2 separate regions of the Urocitellus parryii genome follow, and region 2 is linked to region 1. Evidence: chromatin contacts called from public Hi-C data. All regions are on one chromosome and are shown on one strand. Each heading gives the region's core, a stretch centred on a gene start, on an enhancer-like site or on the middle of the called end of the contact. The rest is flanking DNA. Distances are from core to core; before and after follow the strand shown. Region 1 holds the start of Mapkapk3 (MAPK activated protein kinase 3). Region 2 holds the start of Manf (mesencephalic astrocyte derived neurotrophic factor).

What was found. A called contact is a pair of places that touch in the nucleus more often than the background predicts.
Region 2: a Hi-C map of muscle shows a contact between it and region 1, with 4 times the contacts expected there. The contact joins the promoter of Manf here to the promoter of Mapkapk3 in region 1. A contact is called at or near these places in 2 of 2 Hi-C or Micro-C datasets (liver and muscle).

Annotation. Positions count from the first base shown.
Region 1 is chr2:93,299,180-93,304,084 of mUroPar1.hap1, forward strand. It overlaps Mapkapk3 (MAPK activated protein kinase 3), which reads left to right and starts at 2,014. Exons shown (of 11, transcript XM_026383979.2): 1 at 2,014-2,122; 2 at 2,398-2,674. The coding sequence starts at 2,450.
Region 2 is chr2:94,010,406-94,015,310 of mUroPar1.hap1, forward strand. Manf (mesencephalic astrocyte derived neurotrophic factor) reads left to right here and starts at 2,834. Exons shown (of 4, transcript XM_026383951.2): 1 at 2,834-2,945; 2 at 3,657-3,784; 3 at 4,447-4,588. The coding sequence starts at 2,861. It overlaps LOC144250574 (a long non-coding RNA gene), which reads right to left and starts at 2,259. Exons shown (of 4, transcript XR_013342513.1): 1 at 1,891-2,259.

The DNA.
Region 1 (4,905 bases), core at 764-3,263:
GACCCAATCGCTGACCCTGACCTTGGAGTGCAGCCCCCCCTCAACCTTCATTGGATGGAATTCTCCCCTGAATCTCTGGTTCCCTAATAAAAGGCTACTCCCCGGCGTGCTCGCTCTCTCTCTCCTGCTAGCCCTGAGTAATCCTTGCTGCCCTGCTGGGCGGCTAGAGGAGCGAACCAGAGAGGGGAGCCGTCTCGGACCTAGCAATAGAATTAAGGTAATTGAGTCTTGTGTTTTTATTTCGATCTCGTCTAACTAACTTTATGCCTAGAACCTCATTAATGAAACCACTGTGCAGGCCGCGTGGTAGAGTATGGGCCCAAAGGGATGGCTATGCTCTCCCTTCTCCAGATTTAGTGAGGTTATGGGTGTCCAGAAAGAGCGTCTTCCCAGCATCTGAGAAGTGTTCAGGGTATCAAGGAGTGTTCAGTCATGGTCGGCTGAAGCCCTTCCCTGGGGACCCCTGTTTCTCTGAATTGAAGGTCACCTGGAGGAGACAGGGGCAGAGCCCCCAAGCTCCTATCCCCACTCAAAACATGCACATAGAGCGTGCCTATCAATAGTTGTAGAACCCTTGGCTCACTCACTTTGTTCCTCACAGAATGGTTGTCAGAGATGCAGGATGTTGTTGCACAAACAGGAGGATACCAAGTTTCTGCTCTGTGGGAGCTACTGCTCTGAGGAGCATGCACTGCAGGTTCGTGTGTGTTCGCCCGCGCGTGTATGTGTATGTGTATGTGTATGCGTGTTGTGGGAAGCTGTGGAGTTAGGCCTCAATTCTGAAGCCCGGATAAGAATGGCTTGGGTGGGACCGGGTCGCAGAGCATGCAGTCCTAAGGATGGCCTGTAGATGGCAGAAGTGCCCCGTACAGAGACCCTGCCTGGATCCTCACCTTTTCAGACTTCACAGAGAAGTAGCTTTCTTTAGGGTCCCTCAGCTTTCAGGTTTGGGCTGGGATTCGGGGATACTGGAGTGGGGAAATGCGGATTCACCCAGGAGACATCCACAGCCACATTTTCTGTGACTCTAGACAAGTCGTTTCCTCTCTGGCAGTCTCAGTTTTCTCTGTAATATGAGAGACTGAGTTGGAAAAACTGGCTCAAAATACCTAAGGTAGGTTAAGATGAGCTCAGAATGAAGTAGAGGGCTAAACGTGGAAAGGAAAACTAAGAGGCAATAGAGCATATGTCACTGGGGTGAGGGAAGATTTTATTTTTATTTTTGGTACTGGGGATTGAACCTAGGGGCGCTGTACGTGTAAGCTACATCCCCAGCCTTTTTTATTTTGAGACAGGGTCTAGCTAAGTTGAAGTTCTTGCCTAGTTGCTGAGGTTGGCCACGAGCTTGGGATCCTCCTGCATCAGCCTCTGGAGTCGCTGGGATGGAGAAGCGTTTTTAAACACCACATCAAAATCCCGAATCATAAAGTAAAAAGTTGATGCGTGATCAAGTGGAAAATAAAAATTTCTGGTCCAACAACGCTATATAGCAAAGGAGAAAATGAGCCAAGGATATAAGTAGGAAGTGCACAGAAGGGGGCAGTAGCCAGTGCAGGAAAAAGGCCAAGAGCTGCAAGGACTAGAGAGTCCCGAATCAAAGAGATGCCCCTTTCCTCTCCGAGCTGGCAAAAATTAAGAAGTTGGTTACTGGGGTGGAGGGCGGTTAGCCAGAACCAAGGGAAGCTGGAAGCCTAGCAAGCCATACTGCAGGGCCGCCTGGAAGCATAGAGAGAACATTCGACTCGAGTAGAAGCTTCAAGAGAAACAAGATGTCTTGTGCTGTCACTTTCTAGGTCGCGGTTTAAAATCTGGGGCTGGAGAGCTCGTGCAGGGGTCCGCTGCTCCAGGACGGTTACCGGCCCCTTCAGGAAATCACGCCCCCTATTTTCTCCCGGCCCTGGGGCGGGGCCTGACAGGGGCTCTTGTTGTGTCTAGTCTGGCCGGGGCCCGCCTGGCCCTTTAAGGCTGACCTAGCGGGGCCCCAAGTCCGTGTGACGCGCGGGACGTCACGTGGGCCGCGGGCGGCTCGACTCTCGGCCCAGGGCGCCCCTCAGCCGGCGGCTCCCGCGATTGCTGCCCCTGTCCGTCTTACCTGCGCCGCCGTCAAGTGCCTTGCTGCCAGGTACGCCGTCGTCAGGTATGCCTCCCTTGCCTCCAGTGCGACCCACTCTCAGGACTTTGCAGCCACTGGGCACCCAACTTCTTCTCTTGACACGTGCTTGGGAGAGATTAGCTTAAGTCTGGCTGAGGGACCACCGCCTCCTCCTGCACGCCAGTTCTCTCAGGAGCTTCGCCTGCCTCGCATTCCCAGCTTGTCCCCAGAACAGCTCAGGCACTCCTAGGCTGGGGTGTGTTGGAAAAGTCTGGGTGGGGAGTTACTCTTTCCCTTTCTCCCAGGTGCCCCTGGACGCGCCAGGCTGGGGCCGCCCCTGAGAGCCCCGCGGGGGCCATGGATGTCGAGACAGCAGAGGAGCAGGGGGCTCCTGTGCCCCCTCCAGGTGCACTCGGGGGACCAGGCTTGGGGGTTGCTCCGGCCCTCGGGGGGCGGCGGGAGCCCAAGAAATACGCGGTGACAGATGACTACCAGTTATCCAAGCAGGTGCTGGGCCTGGGTGTGAACGGCAAGGTGCTGGAGTGCTTCCACCGGCGCACTGGGCAGAAGTGTGCCCTGAAGGTTAGTGACCCCTCACTGAGGCCTGGGGTGACCTGGAGGGTTCAGTAATAGAGACCTGTTTCACTTATGTCCAGGTTCCCGTTCGGCTTCCTATGCTCAGCGTTATGTTTCACCCTTGTACTCTTCTGTAAGGTTAAGGTTAGTTCTCCCTGCTTCACAAATGGGGAAACAGAGGCTTATCCTAGCTAAGCTCAGGGTGTCCCAGTTAGCAAGGGGTGGAGTCAGTATGGGTAGAGCTGTTGCACCCGGAAGGAGGGAAGGAGTGGCCTGGGACTCTAGTTCTGGCTGGGCCTATGTGTTCAGGCCCAAGGGAGACCCATTCAGCTTGAATTCCCCAAAGAGAAGCTTCTGTGTCTGGGATGGGTCTGAGTTTCCCTCTGACACTGAGCACCCACCTTGCTTGGGATGGGGCTGCTTCCTCCTTATTGCCCTGGGTAGGAGTGGTAGTAGCCTCTCAGGGCTGGTTAGTGGGCAAGGCCCATCACTCCTTAGGGCAGGGGGCTTCTGCTGGGCTCCTGATGAGTCACCAGTCCTACCCCAAGCCCAACCTATCCTGCTTCCTGTGTAGAGAGTGGCCTATTCTTTTAGCCATGTTGTCGTACTATAGGCTCCCTGGAGGCCTGGCACACTGATCTAAGTGAAATGGAGGTGGAAGTCTTGGAGTGACTGATCTAATTACCTGATTCTGGCTTAAGACACACAGTTCTGGCCCAGGATCCTGCTCATACCCAGAATCACTTGAATCTGCTATCATTGGGAATTTGACTCATCTGCGGTTCATGCCAGTGGCACCTGGATGGGGGAGAGTGGCTTCTGCAAGTTAGATGTACAGCAAAAAGTTTTCCCATTTTACAAGTTGTGATTACGAGCCTGAGTACAGAGTACTAGAGATGTGGCTCTAATCTCTGCCCTGTGTTTGCCAGCTTTGTGACCTTGGACAATATCCTAGACTTTTGAAGCCAGGTTTATGCCTTTGTTCAGGGGGGGAAAGAACAGGAGTTTTAAGCTCAAACTGAGAAGATGCATGTAAAGTACTTGGTAAAGGGCCTGTATAGGTTTGGAGAGGTATGGGACATTTTTAGGGCACAATATCTGCAAGTATCTGAGCAGGAACCTGGGCTCAGCTCTTTGTATTTTTCCCAGGGGCATTGGGGCAGATAGTGGCCCTGTAGGGAATCATGAGCATGAGTCTGGGGCCAATAAGGGCTGGGCTGGTAGGGCTAGGCCGCAGGCATTCTTTGCCTACTAACTCAACAGTGGAATGGAGAGAGGGACTTTTGGAGGACCAAGGAGGGGATTCTCTTAATACCTCAGGAAAAAAGTGGCTCTTCTGAGGGCCAATGGGTACAAGAGAATGAGAAATGAGCCTTCATCTTCTCCTTGGCACCCATTTAGCCCTTCCACCTGTGCTAGGGTAGGAGGTAGTCTGAGTGGGTGTGGAACTGACTGAGGCCAGAGAACTTATTATCCATACCAAGACTTTGGTCCTGGGAGTCAGGACTGAACTCTGAGCTGTCCTTGTATGATCCACATGCTGTAAACAAGGCAGGGGTGAGGTGGTAGGCCACAGTAGTATCAGCTTTAAGTAGGACTAAGCCTGGCCCTTTCTGTGTAGATGATGAATCTGACAGGTGACTTGGGGGAACTTCTGATTGTATCAACTTCCATAGTATCTCCTCTTGGAACTAGGGCCTCAGTGATCTCCCTATCCTGGGCTGGGAACTGGGGCAGGCCTAAAATGAGTTTCCTTCTAGCTCTTTAGATTATAGGTAAGCATGGCTGGGGTTACTGGCTTAGGACTTTCGGGACCTGGCCCTACATTGATCCTCAAAGGGGAGAGGCATTAGATGTGGCCCTCTCCCCAGCTCCTTCCTGTTCTTGCCCCCTTCCCCCCAAAAAAGTTACAGAGTCTCAAATTCCCTACTCAGCTGGGCATACTCACCATCCCCGAAGATTGGGGTCAGCTATGGGGAAGTTTGGAGAAGCCATGAGACATTTTTAGGGCACAAAATCTGCAAGTATCTGGAGTAGGAACCTGGGCTCAGTTTTTTATATCTTTTCCAGGGGCACTGGAGCAAATAGAGGTGATCCTCCCCAGTAATTGTACTGGTACTTTGGTGATAGCTGTGGCCATTCAGAGGGTGGTGGCATCTCCCTACCATTAGCTTCTGTTCTCTGCCCAGGAGGGCCAGGACCTGGGGACCTCACTACAAGTGTAGGCTTGGGCCCAG
Region 2 (4,905 bases), core at 1,584-4,083, 710 kb after region 1:
CCTAGAGGTAGGCCCTTTCCCATGTGTTAGAGCTGGAATAAGAGTGAGGCTGGGGTGTGGCAGGGGCCAGAAATTCTCTGAGCTTTCAGAGTGGCTAGAATGCTTGCCACCAGCTCCTGAATCAGGGATTTTCAGCACTACCTCTGAGCCATGGGGTTGGCTGCCCAGCCAGGCTTCCAGGCCCTGAGGACATGTGGTCAGGTTCAGCAAGCTTCTGTGTAAAAAAGGTGGAAAGGAACTTCTCCTTATGGAAGCAGAGAACCATACAGGTAGAAATCATCATCTCCTAAGTGGCCAAGTATAGCGCCCCTGCTCCAGGCCCATGGGGACCACCACTCAGGGTTCAGGGCAAGCAGGAAGACAGTTTCTCCAGCCTCCCCAGTCTGTTTGGCAGGCCACAGTGCTGTCTTTATAGTAAACTCTTTCAGATCAGGGCACTGATTTTCCTCTCAATGTATTATTTGGGGGTGGATAGGGTGGGGTGGGTATAGTAGTATTTTACCAGGGTGCTTCTCAGTTACTTAAAAAAAAAAAAACTGTCTTGAGACAAAACTTTTTCTTTCATTTGCTTGGGTCACATTATGATGGTCACAAGACTGCCTTCTCCTTGTTAAGGCATGTTACCCCCAGTTCCTCTTTTACTGGCCTATCTGGCCTTCATGACCAGGTTCTGGGTTCTAGGTCCTCGTTCATTCTCCTCAGCCCCTCTTTTCAAACAGAAAATGCCATGGTCAGGGTGTTTTTCTCTTGGAAACAAGTGCCAACTTGTTTAACAGAAATGCCAGCAAGTAAACTATAGGGAAAGATAGAAGACCCAGTTACCTTCATAGCATCTGGGCATTAACACCAGTGTGGGGCTTTTCTGATACCATCAGGATTAATCCAGGCCAAGTGGGGCAGAAGGCTGGCCCAGGTTGGGGGTCAGTCAAGGCAGTCCACAGTTTAAAGGAGAGGCCTGAACCTAGATTCACTTGCAGCCTTCAATCTCTGGGACATCTGGGGATCATTAATGTTAAATGGTCAGGGACTTGGTTTGAATTTGATTCTAAGGTAAGAGGACATCAGATTTTCAGGCACTTCAGAACCTCAGTTCCTGGATAAAGCAGTCATCACATAAGAACATCTACCTTCTCTACTTGATGGCACAGGATGTTGGGAGAGAAGTGTAAGTTTGTTGGCCTTGCTTTATGGAAGGTGAAACAAACTCATGTTTTCCCTCTCCATTTTCCCTAACTGGATGAAATGGACACATTCTGAAACCTTTTTGTTGGAGAGTCAGCCAGTCTGAGGGGAAATGGGAGATGAGAGATGAAAATTCTTTGAAAAGATTGTGAAATAGTGATTTTCATTCTTTCAAGCTTATTTGTAAATACTTATTTGAATGCTGTGTATTTGTACAGGAATTTGAGCAAAAAATGTATAGACTGTGATGTCCAATTGGTTATCAGTCCTATAAATGTTTTTAACCTCTGGCATTCTGTGCTTATTTAAAACAAGAACACTACTAACCATTTCTTTTGTGTATTTATGTCTAAAGAAAAAATGATTTAAAAATGATCTTACCTGTACCAGAAAAGCAAAGTTAAAAGAAAAAAAAAATTTGTACCAGTGTCCCAAGAGTTACTGTATATATTGTGGTAGCATGTTCTAAATCCAAGAAGTAATGTGAATTTTAGATGTAAATAACTGCCACTTTGACTTTTCCCCCTTTTCCCACTCCCTTGACTGCTGTGATGTTAATTAAAGATGAATACCTGATACTGATCCACTGAATTCACTGAATGGGAGCAGCACAAGTGCCCTTCTCCAACCCTTGCCACTGGGCTCCAAGCCCTTTTAGCCCCAAAGATGTCTCCTTTCAGCACTGAGCCAGCCCTTACCGCGTCCTACCTTCAAGGACAGGTAGCCAAGCCTTGGAAGCAGGGCAGCCCAGGAGGACACATCCTCTGGTGCTTGTCAGTCGACCCACGGGACCCCACTCGGGAAGTAGCTCGATAGCCAAGGGCCTTGATGGCTCAGCTGGAAAGCAGGCGGGCCAGCGTGCTCAAGCATGCGTCGGGAGCTTGTGAGGAAATGCACATCGCTTCCAAAAGTGGAGGACAAACCTCCTAAGCCCCGTAGCCACCACACTGAGGCGACACCAAAGCCTCGGGATGAGCGGGGGTTGATGGGCTCCGAGCCCTTCCTCCAGGGGGAACCTACAGTCCGTCCCACCCTGGACAAGGCAGGTTTCAGCCAGCTGGGGCGGGCAGGCGGGTGCCTGAGCCTCAGCGGACTCCCAGAGGTTGGTTCCCTCACCCACGTGACTGTTCAAAACAAGAAGGGAAAAATAATAATTGTCTTGTCTGCGGCTGTTCAACCCTACTTGATCTATTGAGTCTCGGCTGACCCTAGAACTCCTGACCCTGCACCACGAGTCCGGGCTCCTGTTAGGGAGATCCGCAGCGTTTCTCGGGCGGGCGTGGGGACAAGTACAAGTGAAATGCAGGACAATTTAGTATGACGCTGGGAGGCAGCCAGACCCTACTTCCGCCCACAGCTCCAGCAACAGCTAAGGCAGCTGCCCCTATCCAATATGGCTGTCCATGCAGCTTCCGAGGCGGCCGCAGCTACTTCCTGTGGACCGCTAAGGTTCAATCGGAAGCCGACAACTGTCTAGGGCCAAGACACCACCAGCCAATGGGGAAGGGCAGCGTGGAGCCGCCCGTCTGGGCTCTATGGCATGTGGACCAATGAGAACGCGGCATGTGGGAGGGCGCGGGGGCTGTCCGCCAATGGAAAGCTCCGGCGTGCGGCAAGTACCCCAAGGCGGCGCAGCGCGGCGGGTGCGGTTCAGTCCGGGCGGCAGCGGCGGAGGAGGATGTGGGCTACGCACGGGCTGGCGGTGGCGCTGGCCCTGAGCGTACTGCCAGGCAGCGGGGCGCTGCGGCCAGGCGACTGCGAAGGTGCGGGGGGCCGGGGTCTGCACACAATGATCGGCTTCGCGACGGCGTTGAACCCAACAAATTATCGAGCGGGCGGGGGAGACTGCGGCTGTTCCCAGCGGGGTCCACCAGAGGAAAGGCCTAGAAAATATTTCCCAGGCCTAGAAAACACTGGTCGGATGAAAACAAGTGGAGACTAGCTCGTACAAAGAAATTGGCCTGAAGTCCACATCACGTCGGAGTTTTTGTCCCTTCCCATTATTGTTAAGAGATTCCCAGGAGCGTCCCGGGTCCAAGACCCCAAAGGCCGGTCCTCTGTACCGCGCCAATCTGTTGGCCTTTCGAAACTGCACCTCGGGTTTTGGTGGTGTACGTGGAAAAGAGCAGCATTTTGTTTGTTTCTCTTCAGCCTCCAGTCTATCCATTTATGAGGTCATAGTGAGCCCCGTCTCAAGGACACGTGTTCACTTTCGGCTTAACTTGATGAAAGAGCAGGGAAGAATCATTTGTGGGTCACTGGGTGTGATGCTTGTTTCTCGCATGCTCTGAGTGTACAAAGAAACCCCAGCAACATGAAGCAGGGTTCTGTCCACCTGTGGGTACCTGAGAGAAAAACAGTGATGGAAAGACCTCTAATGATGTGTGTCTGTGTGTCCTGTAAGAGTTTCTTCCTGTTGGAATGGGGAGACGATTTGGTGATTGCTGAGCATCTCCCTTCCCTCTCTTTTCCAGTTTGTATTTCTTTTCTGGGAAGATTTTACCAGGACCTCAAAGATAGAGATGTCACATTCTCACCAGCCACTATTGAAAAAGAACTTATAAAGTTCTGCCGTGAAGCAAGAGGCAAAGAGAATCGGTTGGTGAGTAGCTGGTGACCCTTCTCTGCTGGCCCTGGCTCATGTTTATCTTCCACTTCACTGTGGGCCAGCTATTCTGTCTGAAAACTAATGTGGGAGTGAAGTGCCTTTGACCTCACCCAAGTGGCATGTATTTTTCAGGCGTAATATTTTTATCTTATTAGTATTTATTAAGCACTTACTGTGAGGTAGGCACATCAGGGTAGAAAAATGACTGACAAACAGTGCAGCAAATGGGTATCATGTAGAAGAGAGACCAGGATCATTCAGTGGTGGGAGGATGCTGATTAGATAGAACAATCAGTGAGGGAAGGGTCATCATCAAAGTGGAATAGAATCATCCCAGGCAGAGGAGACAGCCAGTGTGAGTGTTGAGGCTTGAAAGAGCATGGTATGTGTGAGGACAGAAATTAACAGGATACCTGCAGAGTGAGCCAGGACTGCTTCAAGGACAAGAGCCCCATGGAGGAGTGGCTTTTTTATCTTTTAATCTTTGTGGCAGTCTCTGGTTTGTTTTTCTCTCTAAAGTTTTGAACCCTGGTGACTTCTGAATTCATCTGGTGGCTTTTAGTTGAGACCGAGCATATGTTAAGACCCAAAATGAGGCTCTGACAGAGAGAAATGTTAAGTGCCACCCTGAAGACTGTTGTCCTTTCTTGCTGTAGTGTTACTACATAGGGGCCACAGATGATGCAGCCACCAAGATCATCAATGAGGTATCCAAGCCCCTGGCCCACCACATCCCTGTGGAGAAGATATGTGAGAAGCTAAAGAAGAAAGATAGCCAGATCTGTGAACTAAAGTATGGTGAGTATGACCAGACCTTTTTCAACAAATGCTATGCACCTCTGAGCTTAATTTCTACCTTGGAATGAAAGGTAGTGATCTAGAGCCATAGTGAGTCGGGTATATAGTATAGATGGCACTCAGTAATGGGATGGGGAAGAACCTAGTATCAAAGTGGGTGAAGGTCAGAGTAGGTCCCATTGAGGAGGTGTCATGTCAGCAAACTTTGGAGGAGGCAGGCATTAGCGAAAAGGCTAGCTACTAGAAGAACATTCCATGCAGAGAAAGTAGGACGTCTAAAGGCAGACAATGGCATGACAGGTAGAAAGGCAGGTCAC